Regions from separate parts of the Hordeum vulgare genome. Here regions 1 and 3 are each linked to region 2. The links are chromatin contacts, called in public Hi-C maps. All regions are on one chromosome and are shown on one strand. Each heading gives the region's core, a stretch centred on a gene start, on an enhancer-like site or on the middle of the called end of the contact. The rest is flanking DNA. Distances are from core to core; before and after follow the strand shown. Region 1 holds the start of LOC123444643 (tubulin beta chain). Region 2 holds the start of LOC123444641 (stomatal closure-related actin-binding protein 1). Region 3 holds the start of LOC123444642 (DNA-directed RNA polymerases II and IV subunit 5A-like).

The links. Hi-C and Micro-C count contacts between places; a contact is called where the count stands out from the background.
Region 1: a Hi-C map of seedling shows a contact between it and region 2, with 4 times the contacts expected there. The contact joins the promoter of LOC123444643 here to the promoter of LOC123444641 in region 2. A contact is called at or near these places in 4 of 6 Hi-C or Micro-C datasets (leaf and seedling) and 1 of 1 datasets of contacts at active chromatin or transcription factors (embryo).
Region 3: a Hi-C map of leaf shows a contact between it and region 2, with 5 times the contacts expected there. The contact joins the promoter of LOC123444642 here to the promoter of LOC123444641 in region 2. A contact is called at or near these places in 2 of 6 Hi-C or Micro-C datasets (leaf and seedling).

The regions. Positions count from the first base shown.
Region 1 is chr3H:520,490,045-520,494,262 of MorexV3_pseudomolecules_assembly, reverse strand. LOC123444643 (tubulin beta chain) reads right to left here and starts at 2,863. Exons shown (of 4, transcript XM_045121431.1): 1 at 2,693-2,863; 2 at 1,541-1,941; 3 at 777-1,046; 4 at 1-681. The coding sequence starts at 2,841. The coding sequence ends at 2.
Region 2 is chr3H:520,170,774-520,175,054 of MorexV3_pseudomolecules_assembly, reverse strand. It overlaps LOC123444641 (stomatal closure-related actin-binding protein 1), which reads left to right and starts at 1,606. Exons shown (of 13, transcript XM_045121428.1): 1 at 1,606-2,011; 2 at 2,758-3,049; 3 at 3,595-3,723; 4 at 4,228-4,281. The coding sequence starts at 2,007.
Region 3 is chr3H:520,442,280-520,446,550 of MorexV3_pseudomolecules_assembly, reverse strand. LOC123444642 (DNA-directed RNA polymerases II and IV subunit 5A-like) reads left to right here and starts at 1,343. Exons shown (of 4, transcript XM_045121429.1): 1 at 1,343-1,867; 2 at 2,481-2,660; 3 at 2,745-2,858; 4 at 3,464-3,907. The coding sequence starts at 1,361. The coding sequence ends at 3,589.

The DNA of each region.
Region 1 (4,218 bases), core at 1,614-4,113, 320 kb before region 2:
CTTACATGTCGTCCTCGGCCTCCTGATCCTCATCCTCGTACTCGCCCTCCTCGTCGGCAGTGGCATCCTGGTACTGCTGGTACTCTGAGACGAGGTCGTTCATGTTGCTCTCGGCCTCGGTGAACTCCATCTCGTCCATGCCTTCGCCAGTGTACCAATGCAAGAAAGCCTTCCTCCTGAACATGGCAGTGAACTGCTCGCTCACCCTCCGGAACATCTCCTGGATGGAGGTCGAGTTGCCGACGAAGGTGGACGCCATCGAGAGCCCTGTCGGCGGGATGTCACAGACGCTGGACTTCACGTTGTTGGGGATCCACTCCACGAAGTAGGACGAGTTCTTGTTCTGGACGTTGATCATCTGCTCATCAACCTCCTTTGTGCTCATCTTACCACGGAACATGGCAGAGGCGGTGAGGTAACGGCCATGGCGAGGATCGGCGGCGCACATCATGTTCTTGGCATCCCACATTTGCTGGGTGAGTTCTGGGACCGTGAGGGCACGGTACTGCTGAGACCCACGGGATGTCAATGGAGCAAAGCCCACCATGAAGAAGTGGAGGCGAGGGAAGGGGATAAGGTTCACTGCCAGCTTCCGGAGGTCGGAATTCAGCTGACCAGGGAACCTCAGGCAGCATGTGACTCCACTCATGGTAGCAGAGATTAGATGGTTCAAGTCCCCAACTGCACAAAACAAGCAAACATGGAAAATATCACATGGTGTTCTCCAGAAAACAGATGGGAAATACTAGAGACAATGAAAAGTTAAAGTGGCTTACAGCTAGGTGTGGTCAGCTTAAGAGTCCTGAAACAGATGTCATAGAGAGCCTCGTTGTCAAGAACCATGCACTCATCAGCATTCTCAACCAACTGATGGACTGAGAGAGTTGCATTGTATGGCTCAACCACAGTGTCAGATACTTTTGGTGAGGGGAACACTGAGAACGTCAGCATCATGCGGTCAGGGTACTCCTCCCTGATTTTAGATATCAACAGGGTACCCATGCCAGATCCAGTACCACCACCAAGGGAGTGGCATACTTGGAATCCTGATAACATAAACATGTTAGGATTAATTATCATCAATACATGATAAAATAAAGCACAGACATGGGAAAAATACAGAACAATAAAGCAATTCAGTACACTTGAAGACTTGCTGAACAGAATACAATATAAGAACACTGTCTTGAATGGGTGGATTGCATCATTATACAATCCTTTTTGATCACTAGACTACCTCACAAGAATATTTAGTTATTTACACTGATAAAAGGGTAGTTATGGTACTTATTTGGTGGGCCAACAAATCTAAAGGATATATAGCCTGCACCCTGATATAATGGATATCTAAATGAGTGCTGGACATGTAAATATTCCAAAGGTACAAGTGGCAGGCCCTCTTCCAGAGTTCACAACCATCACAATACTAATATGGTGCACATTACATATTAAGGAGACACCACATAAGCATACACACTCTCGGAATAAAAAGGATTCTCTCTAGCTACCGTCATAATTAAGTAAGTGATGAGCTCATTACCTTGCAGACAGTCACAGTTCTCAGCCTCCTTCCTCACAACATCCAAAACAGAATCGATAAGCTCAGCACCCTCGGTGTAGTGGCCCTTGGCCCAGTTGTTACCAGCACCAGATTGCCCAAAGACAAAGTTGTCAGGGCGGAAGATCTGCCCATAAGGCCCAGTGCGGACACTGTCCATGGTACCCGGCTCAAGGTCCATAAGAACTGCACGGGGCACAAAGCGACCACAGGAGGCCTCATTGTAGTAGACATTGACACGCTCCAACTGCAGGTCAGAGGTACCGGTGTAGCGCCCAGTTGGGTCAATGCCATGCTCATCACACACCACCTCCCAGAACTTGGCACCGATCTGGTTGCCACATTGCCCACCCTGGATGTGCAGGATCTCCCTCATCTTCGCCCTGAAAACAGAAGGCAGACGCATGGCCAAATGAATATCAGACATTGCAACAAGCATGGGAAACTGAGGAATCGATTCACTCAGAGGGCAGTTGCTAAGTTGCTATCACAACTGGACCATCTACAAACTAATGAGGCTTATCAATAAGGATAGATCTACGCAAACAACACATGGTACTTCAGATCCCAGTTGTGGCAGATGACGAAGAACCCATCTAGATCCAGAGTGTTAAGGCAAAAATGACACTTAACCTACCGCACACTACGCACTGACAAATCAACTACTAGTAACTAGTAAAAGCTCAATCGGGTGCCACCAGATCTCGCACACAATGACTCATGAACTAAACTAGCACTTCGTCGAGTGGATCCCCAACGATATACTACCGCTAATGATAATCTGATACCCTGTAACAAAACTAGAGAATATACCACACTACTGCGCCGGGCCTAGATCCAGATCTGTCGAAATGAAATCCATAGATCCAGACCTTAGAAGCGATTAAACGAAACAAATCAAAGTGTAACCTAGATTAGAGGTAACTACAGACTGCAACAACGCATTATGCTGCAGACATCAGCAAAGCCCTGGCAGATCCTAGCGTTAAACACGCTTCCGCCGCCGAAAAAAATTCAAAAATCAGACCCAGCAATCGCTCGAATCACCGTGACATTCCAAATCCAGATTTACAGCATCAAAAGTACTAAGAACAAAGTGCGCGCATGGGAGAGGTAAAGAAAGACTGTGCTTACGAGGTATGAGATGGTTCGCGCAACGAGAACAGTCGGCGGCGAGAGGGAGAGCGGGGGGAGTAGGAGGGGGTGTGGTGGCCGGGGAGGAGCGACGCGAGCGCAGTGGGTGTTAAATAGCCGTAGGCGGCGGAGGGGGGGGCGGCCGGCATCCGACGGCCCACGCGCGCCCCCTCGTCGGGCCCGACGGCCCGGATCGCTCGACCTTGAGTAAATTTGAAATCTCCCCCCTCGAGGCGGAATGCCCGAACTGCCCCCCGGGATATTTCGCCACGCTGGCCCTCGTTCGTCGGTGGTCACTCACCGGCCAGCGCTGGACGCAGACCAGCCTGCTCACGTGCGTCGCGGATGACAGGCTGGGCATGGGTAAGGCCGGCCCCGCATGTCGGTAGGGGTGTGGGTGTGGGGATGCGTGGCGAGCCATTACTTGCGCAGGTGGTCTGGCTGGCCCACGTGGGCTATGGGTCGGGTTCAGATGCGTTCCAGAGCCGCATCGTGGGGTGGGTGCTGGTTGGTGCGAGGTCCAGTCTCCAAGGCGTCCGCCCTACGGAGAACAGCTCGGCTGGTGGGACCGCGAGGACAGGGACGTGTGACCGGTTCTCCCCCCCTCCCCCCCCCCCCCCTCCTGCCTTTCCTGGGGACCGCACGTGTGAGGCACATGCCCGCCGTCAGTGCACTCTCTCCGTTGCACGCCATGCTCTTCTGTCTGTGCTGATTGAGTGAGGAGATCGGGTCGTAGGAGTACTCATTGAGTGTATTTCAAGTGTCCTCTTCTGTTTTGCAGTACTAGTACCATCTACAGCCAGCGTGGCGGCCAAATTTCATGTTTTGGCTTTTTTTTCTGGATGAAGTAAATCGACATCTGATCTTCGTTTGCAAAAGAAATAGGATCTCATCTTTTTTCTACCGCGAGAGTCCATGACGGTACTGTATAAGAGCAACTGTAACCGGCTGGTCCAAAGAGACGCGCGATATGTCCGGATTTTGTCCGTTTGGGTCGGTCGGACGGACATCCGTGTCCGTTTTTGCAATTGAAGTCGGCGCTTGCGTTCAATGTAGGAAAAAAACATTTTAAAAATATAGGAATCATTAATTAAACAATAAACCCACTATCATCATTGCAATGATCACCACTAGTCATCATATTATTACCTTGTGGCAATTCACACGTAGGTGAAGTAGATGAAGTTGAGAAGACCACACGACTGGAGGTGGAGGGAGAACAATCATCCCTACATATCTTGGACACAACATATTTATCTTGAAGTTTGGTCCACAACGCATGAGCATTCTGAAATGGCATGAGTTGGAATATAACTACATTGCTGAGAGCATCAAAAAGCACATTAAAAGCTTGAGCATTGAGCTAAGAGTTTTTCTCATCCTTTAAAGATATATTTTGAAAATACTTTAAGGAGAAAAACCCATATCTAAGAGTGTCCAAATCCCCAAAAGAGTGTCAAAGAATTCATGACCCTAAAGAGATTAAACATGCGAATTACCCAAACATCAAAATTTATGCCATCGAA
Region 2 (4,281 bases), core at 357-2,856:
CCAGAGTGGGGGGTTTGTGGGACAGTGGTGGGTCGATGATGGGCTAGGACCGTCATCTAGGACGCGTAGTGGACGCGCCCGAGCATGACCGGGCCGCCCTAGATTTGGAATGGATATGAGGGTGCCGGTAAGCCCGGACATTTGAGGCAGGTTTGAGAGGTCTGATTGAATCACGATTTTGTGATCGATCACTCACCGAACGACCTGTTCACGTGATTGAGACGGATATGAGGGGTCCGGTTGTAAGAGCAACTCTAGGAGACCCCGTAAGTGGTCAAACCCATTTTTTTACGTTTTACAGTTTTGATTGAAAAATGTTTCCAGAACAGAAACCATAAAAATAGTCCAAACCGTAGAAACTTTAAGGGACACCGAAAATCCACACCCGAAACCATTATATTTGAAGGTTGGAAGGCCGAATCGAGGGCCCCCTATATACTGGTCAAACCTCGTCGGAGCAAACATGTTGCCGCAGAGTTTGTCAGAATCCGTCCTAAACCTGCCAAAGCTCATTACCGCACACCGAAAAAGGTCGCTGGACGTCGGAATCGATCGCCGTCAGTTCGAATTGGACGAGCTCGACCTCATCGTGGCCTCCCATGACCTCAGCCTCGCTGCCGAAATCCTCCCAACACGATCGATAAAGGGGCATGTCTTTGGTCGGCGCGGTTGGCAATGAAGCAGGGCGTTGCCGGTGGGGTGACGGGGCATGGCCGACGAGGCTGGGCGCGCCCGACGTGGTGATGGGGCGCGACAGGCAAGAACGGGGTGTGGCCGACGGGCGACGGGTTTGGGCGCGGCAAGCGTGGCCGGCGCGGCCGGCTCGGGAAGGGGCGTCGACGTCCGAATTGAAGAAAGGATCTTTATCTGAGTTTTATAGTTTATTTTACGACATTTGTTTGGTCATAGCTAAAATGAGCCCAGTTTTATAGTTTACGATTTTAAAAGGTTTGATAGAGATGCTCATGTAGGGGAGGTGTTTTGGCTCCGAGGTGCATATGCACCCGGATGGACAGTAACGTAAAAAAACAATAGTAAATGTTTATGAAAAAATCTGAATTTTTTTATAGATGATTGTATTAGTATCGCAAGCATTCTTGACAATTTTCGTACAATAAGAAGCAGCGGTGTTTCGTCGGAAAAAAACAAATTTGGGGTGACTTTTGGGGTTCAATTTGTTTTTTTGCACAAGCCAAAATGTTTAACCTTTATGTTTTAAAATTTACATATATCATGTAAATGTAACTAAGTACACAAATAAATTTATTCTTGATTTTTTTCTCATTTCAAACTTTTTTTTCCCCGGGAGCATATCCGAAATGCATTTCCGTGCTCATGTAGTGCTACTATTTGAATCCGAGTATAAAATGGTCGTCGAGTGACAGTGCGAGTCCATCCTTTCTTTTGACCGCGGGACCGCTGGTGCAGCAACCAATTAGTATATTTTTCTTTTGAGGCAAAGCAAGCAAATACAGTACGTACCATCAATTGCCCCCTGTCCTGCCCGTTTTTAAAAGGGCGGGCCCACATCTAATCCGTCGTTGAATGGCGGTAATGACGATTCCCATCCCATCCCATCCCATTCCCAGACTAAAACTAAGCTCCCCTTTCTCTCTCCCCGTCTCCTCCCTCCTCTGCCGCTTTGCTTCCGTCACCAGCACGCCGTACTCTTCCACCTTTCCCCTTCCTTCCTCGCGTCGTTTTCTTTTCCTCCGTCTGCCCGCCCGTCGGCGTCATCCTCACCCGAATCCCGCAACCAAATTTCGAACTCGCCACCGCCCAAAAAGGATCCCACCTCCACGGGATCGAAACCAACAGCCTCGATCCATCCAGCTCCTTTTTCTCAAGCCACAAGGGGGTTAAAACCCTAGCTGAATTGGTCCTTCCGCCATCTGGCCGCTGCCAGTTGCGTGCTCCGGAGGCTTCCAGCTCGTGTTCGTTGGACGGCGGCGGCGTGGTTGCGTGGGGGAGCCAGGCTCTCGGGCGATCCTGGGAGCCGCGCGCGCATGAGGTGAGGGGTCCCAGCCGGCGCCGTGTCACTTCATCCCGGGGGATTCGCAGGTTTCGATTTGGTAGCGGCAAAAGTTAGACTACTTGTCTTCCTATCCTAAAATTTGTTCCTTCCAAGCCTCAGCCACTGTGTTTTTCAGTTGGTTGGTTGGTTGGTTGGGCTGTATTGTCAGTTCGTTACACAACATACCCAGTCACGTTTTTAAGAGGCTGTCTCCTATTATCAGCTGCTGCTGGTCAGAAATTTGCATTCTTCCACACAAATCAGCACGGGTGTTGTCATGGCTTACCTTGAATCTAGGAGTACTATGTTTGCATCGATTAGCAATTTCTAGCCCAAAGGCTGTCGCTTTGTCTTGTTCCAGAATTCATGTCCCTCAACTGACCTATTTATCCATAGCACCTCTAATTGTAAAGCTTAGCCTGCTCCTTTTCTTTGCTTTGATCTTGCTTCTTAGCTCTTGAACTCACTGGATGATGCCGATTTAGCTAGGTTGGTTGAGCTGGGTACTTGGTTGGGTCGAATTTGCTTCCTGGTTAAGTTGTTGTGATGCGTTTCAACAATTCTTAGCTATGCGAATGAAAAATAACCATCAGTTTGAAGCATATAAGGTACCCCAGCAAGTTGTTTGCACCATGAGACATGGCCAATATATCATCAGTTACCACCTTCATATGTTCTACTTGCATCACAACTTTATGTGGTTTACCACTGTAAATTTATATTCTTGCTCTGTCCCATATCAGAGTACCGCAGATGACAAGGGTCATCCATGACTCCGGAGAAGGCATGCAGAAAGATGCACTTGACATGGTATCATCCGATGTTAACTTCCCTAAGGGCCACTTTCCAGACTACAGGATTGGGCCAAACAACCAAATCATTGACCCAGAGGAGACGCACGAGGTTGTGCCTTTGAAGGAGATTGTTGCGAAAGAAACAACACAACTGCTAGAGCAGCGAAAGCGGCTATCAGTGCGTGATCTCAGGGAGAAGTTTGAAAAGGGTCTGTCTGGTGCCTCCAAGTTGTCTGATCAGGTATGCTAATCAGTCCAAGCATTTTATCTTGTTCTGACTTTTATCAACAATGTGAGTATATCAGGAGCTCCAATGACACATATATGGAAGTTGTTGTAATTAGCGTGGTTTCCTGGTTATAATTCATCGTGCTTTCTATATAAAGAATGATGTGGCGTGTCACCTGGATACATATAAAAATATTTCCTTATAAGAATTATACCCGATAACTTATCTGTCATTGACCATATTATGGAGTTGTTATCACACTCCCCTAAGCCCTAACAGTGTCAGCGCCCCCAGATCGTGTCTCCGGAGCTCACATTAATTGGTTCAATCATTGTTGAACTCATAGTCATACTTCATTTATAGCTTACCTCTCTTTCCCGAAGATTCTTCCTTCTCAAAGGAGCATATAAATTCGCTTCAAATGGATAAGTATATGGGTTCCATGGGGCTGCACTGTACTATTGACATCGTGCCTTGCTAGATAGGATAAATATCACATTGTAGTCTTAGTAACTTCCTTGCAATGACTATTTTAAAGTTGTTGCTTCATGTTTCAGGCTAAGCGGCGAGAAGCAGCTTCACTGGACAGGCAGGTTCTTCTGAAGAAGCTCAGAGATGTTCTAGACACGCTGAAAGGCCGTGTGGCTGGTCGAAACAGAGATGATGCTGATGAAGCTATCTCGCTGGTTAATCTCTTCTTTAGCCTGCCAATATTTGTCTTCTAATATAAGCTACTTTTATTTTGATTGAGTTGTTCGTAATTGGACGTACGGGTTAAATTAGTTTCACCCCTGTATGCTCTATCTAAGCTAGCATTCGTGCAAATAGCTCAACTTTTTTCTTGTACACGATATTAGGTGCCAACTGCCAGCCTTGATTGTGCTTTTCCATTATTTTCGTTCACATAATAGTTTGTACATGATGCTTTGAGCGTTTTAAAAATACTCAAATTTGAAAGATTGTTAATGTAATGCTCCGAATCCGAAAGTAGTACTAATAATTTTTGGTTGCACATTTTTGGATTTAAGCTTATCAGTCTAGGTAGGCACATAAAATAAGAAATCCATCATATTCCATATTATTTATTAATTGTGATTCTTCTTTATCTCCTGTTGTGATCTTTTCTATTTTTTGTCATATTACCTTTTGTTCCAAAAACTTTGTGATTATGATTAGATATGTTCTATCAGGTGGAAGCACTAGCAGTTCAACTTACTCAAAGAGAAGGAGAATTAATTTATGAG
Region 3 (4,271 bases), core at 94-2,593, 270 kb before region 2:
GATTCTCCTCTTATCAGCAATGCACCATCGTCATTCACATGCTTGCATATGGGATTCCAGGCGATCTTGTGGATGAGTACGCGCGCATGAGTGAGTCCACATGTCCGCTGTCAATGTACAACTTCTGCAAGGCCGTGGTAGTGGTGTTTGGCCTCGAGTACTTGAGGCAGCCAAATATCGCTGACACAGAAAAGCTGTTGGCGATCAACGCCGATAGAGGCTTTCCAGGCATGCTTGCAGCATAGATTGTATGCACTGGGAGTGGAAGAACTGCCCACTTGCTTGGCAGGGCTAGTATAAGGGGCATGTGAAAGCATGCACTGTCATATTAGAAGCGGTGGCTTCGCACGATCTTTGGATATGTCACTCTTTCTTCGGCATGGCCGGTTCTCACAATGATATCAACGTGCTGCAGCGTTCCCCGGTGTTCGCTAGGCTTGCAGAAGGCCACTCCCCACGTGTCAACTTTAAGATCAATGGCCACCACTAGAACAAGGGATACTACCTGGCTGATGGTATATATCCTCAGTGGTTAACTTTTGTGAAGACAATCTCAAACCCCAAGGAGAGAAGAGAAAGAGATTTTCCCAAATGCAAGAGAGTGCTAGAAAGGATGTGGAGCCTGCTTTTGGTGTGCTTCAATCCCGATGGGGTATCGTTCGAAACCCTGCATTGACATGGGATGAAGGAAAACTTTGGGAGGTGATGACTGCTTGTGTGATCATGCACAACATGGTCGTTGAGGACGAGCGTGATGACTTCATTTTCGACCAAGGATTTGATTTTCAAGGTAACAATGTTGAGCCCCTCCACCAAAGAACCGACAACGTTTGAGCAGTTTATCCAATTCCATCGTGAAATCCGTGATTGACACACTCATTTGCAGCTTCAAAATAACTTAGTTGAGCACGTGTGGGATCACATTGAAAACCAATAGCTGTGTTGGTTAATTACCTTTATTCAAGACAATTTTGATTTGGTTGTAAACCTATTTTATTCAAGACAATTTCGATTGGGTTGTAAAACTATTTTTATTAGAGACAATTGATATATGAACATGCAAACCTGTTTAAAACATTGATAAATATGAATATATGGGCATATTGACCGTGACGGACAGGATGCGGCCGAAGGATGCATCCGTGCGTTGAGCACACGGCCACCGCATCACACGACAGACATGGACACGATCCCATTACCCGTTCCAAACAAACAGAATTCGAACAAAACAGACGTCCGTATGGGATCGCGCGTTGAAGTTGACCTTAGAACATTCTTGCTTGCGAGCCAAGATCGGGGTGTAGATGCAGACGGTGGGAGTGACATCGCGGTAGAAGGTAGTAGAAAAAGTGATTGCTTCATGGGAGATACTCCATTTAGCAACGTTACAGAGCCGACCAGTCAGAACACACGCTGTAAAGTCGGCCCGTATTGGGCACTGCTCACTGCTGTTACCGGGGCCCCACCGGTCATCCGCGGAAGCAACTTGGAGGCGCGCGTGACAATATTCTATCCGCGCAGCCAACCCACTTGCTGGATTTGGAGAAAAGCAGAGTGGGCCGACGTCGTCGCCCTCCGCAGGTCAAGCTCGGCAGCTGCAGCTCCGCCTCGAAACCGAAGCCGCCGCCGGCAGCGGGGGAGGAGGAGGAGGGTGATGGCGTCGGGCCTGGTGACGGAGGACGTGACGGTGGGGCGGCTGGTCCGGATCCGGCGCACGGTGATGCACATGCTGCGCGACCGGGGGTACCTGGTGGTGGAGCACGAGCTGTCCATGACCCGCCGCGACTTCCAGCGCAAGTACGGCGAGACCTTCCACCGCGAGGACATGCTCATCAACAAGTGCAAGAAGAACGACCCCAACGACCAGGTCAGCTCGGCTCAGCCCTGCCATTTTTTTGCTTTCCTCTTCCCGCTCAGCTTCAGTAGTTAGTCGTCCGCCACGGATCCAGCTCTCTGTTTGCCCGACGGTCATCCGCGATCCGTCTCTCGGTCGATAACTTCGTCAGATTCGAACCCCTGGCTCCGTCATCTTGCTCTTGCTCGATCTGTTCTCTTCTGTTGGATCCACCGGTGTTTGTTCTGCCATCGAGTGCTCGATGCAAGCTTAGTTCGTGGTGCTCATGGCGTCGGCTGCTTAGCTTGGGAGGCACTCAGCACTCAGCACTCTGCTCTGATGTGCACGTTGTGCTAGGCAAGCTCCTTCGTTCGACTGCGCTGCTTTCCGTCTGCTACTATACCTAGCTAGCCCCTACCCCTACAATTCTACATATATGACTACGAACTATTGGAAGAATTTAGCCGATCAAGTAGCTCGACCATGCTGCCTGATGATGAGTGATGACTGCTAGGGACAATTCAGAGCAAGTCAATGCTGCATTTTCTGCCTAGTTCAGCTATTATGTTGGTGAAATTCTACCTTTGGCACTCCCTCTGCACTTCTCCAGACACATATTTGTCATTTTCTCTCTCTTTCGAATCAGATTTACGTGTTCTTCCCCAACGACGAGAAGGTGGGGATGAAGCACATCAAGAAGTACGTTGAAATGATGAACGCCGAGAAAGTCTCAAGGGCTATATTGGTTGTGCAACAGAACCTCACCCCATTTGCGAAATCGTTCCTCCAAGAACTGGAGCCAAAGATCCACTTGGAGGTTTTCCAGGTTGATCTTGCATTCCAATTCCACTCACACATTTGCTGTCATTTGTTACTCTAGCCTTCTTATAACTGAAGCAACGAACCACAGGACGCCGAAATGCTTATAAATATCAAGGAACATGTTCTTGTTCCGGAGCATCAAGTGCTTGCTAACGAGGAAAAGAAGACGTTATTGGCGCGGTACACTTTAAAGGAAACTCAGGTATTACTAAATCTTGATTAGCACTTGCAAGTTGCACTACTTTGGGGCATCAGTGGAGCCAGCCAATCATGTATTCAATTCCCTGATATAGCAATATGATGAACATTGGCGCGGTACCAAAAAATTTGTCGTTGGGAAGAACTAGTTCTCCCCAACAACAAGTATTTAGGAACAGAGGGAGTAGTTAGTAACATAAAAGGCTGTCAGAACTTTCTATAGCATCAACCATTGCCATTGTCTAGTGTGTTTCACTCATCTTAATTTGTTTACTTTCAGTTCTATTAACTACGTTATGTAGTTATGTATCAGACCCATTTTAGGCACAAACAAATATAGGGCAGAGAAATAATGACAATCTTTTAGATGCCCATTCTGGATTCTCTACAATTTTAAGAACAACATGTTTGCACAATTTGCTCTAAGAAAATTGATGTTGTTTGTCTATGGGAGATATACAACAATAGCTACTAAATTTTTCTTGTTTGCCAACACATCCATGCTTCTATCACTTCTTGCTGCATGACACCCTCTCCATTTTACAGTACTTTGCTAGAAATATGAACAGGCATGTAACCCATCTCTCTTCTGAATTCAATGAACCACAGCTACCAAGAATACAGATTACGGATCCCATTGCGAGGTACTATGGCCTCAAGCGAGGGCAGGTGGTGAAGATCATCAGGCCCAGCGAGACAGCCGGCAGATACGTCACATATCGCTATGTTGTATGACAGTACACAAAGTGAAATCAAGGAACCAAGAACATGGTGATTTTTGCAGTTACACACATGACACATGACACACATACCCATTCGCTTGCTTGGAGAAAAACGGCATCGCTTCAAGCCGCCATTCTTAAGGATCGTATGCCTGTTACGTAAGTGGATTTCTTAATAAGCCGAGTGTATGGAGCATAAGCAAAATCCTCATGTTGTACCATTGTTTCAAGAACTTTATAGAACAATACAGAACAGAAACTAGTGTGTTGAGAGCCATGGAAGGCTCTGCAGCTCCGATTGCTATATCATTTGAATGAACCATTCTTGAAACTCCGCAGCCGGCAGCTCCGGCCATGACGTTGTGTCTGTGTGTGGTATTTTTTTTTTTTAGAAAAGGGTCTGTGTGTGGTATGGGTGATCAACTTCTTTACGATACCCGGAATGAGCTTATAGCGAGTTGATGGTTGCTCTAGGGTTTACTCTTTTTTTTCAAGAGTACGCCAAGAGTGTATCATAGCTTTACAGCTGGTAGAAAGATATGTAGAAGAAGGGTTTACTCTTTTCATGAAAGAAAGGGTAGTGTTAGATATCTTGCGGAATGCTACTCTTATCCTTGTTACTAAATGTTAGCTCGAAGAAACGGCAGCATATGGGTGTCATTCCCATCACGTTGCCGTGTCGTGGTAGAATCTTA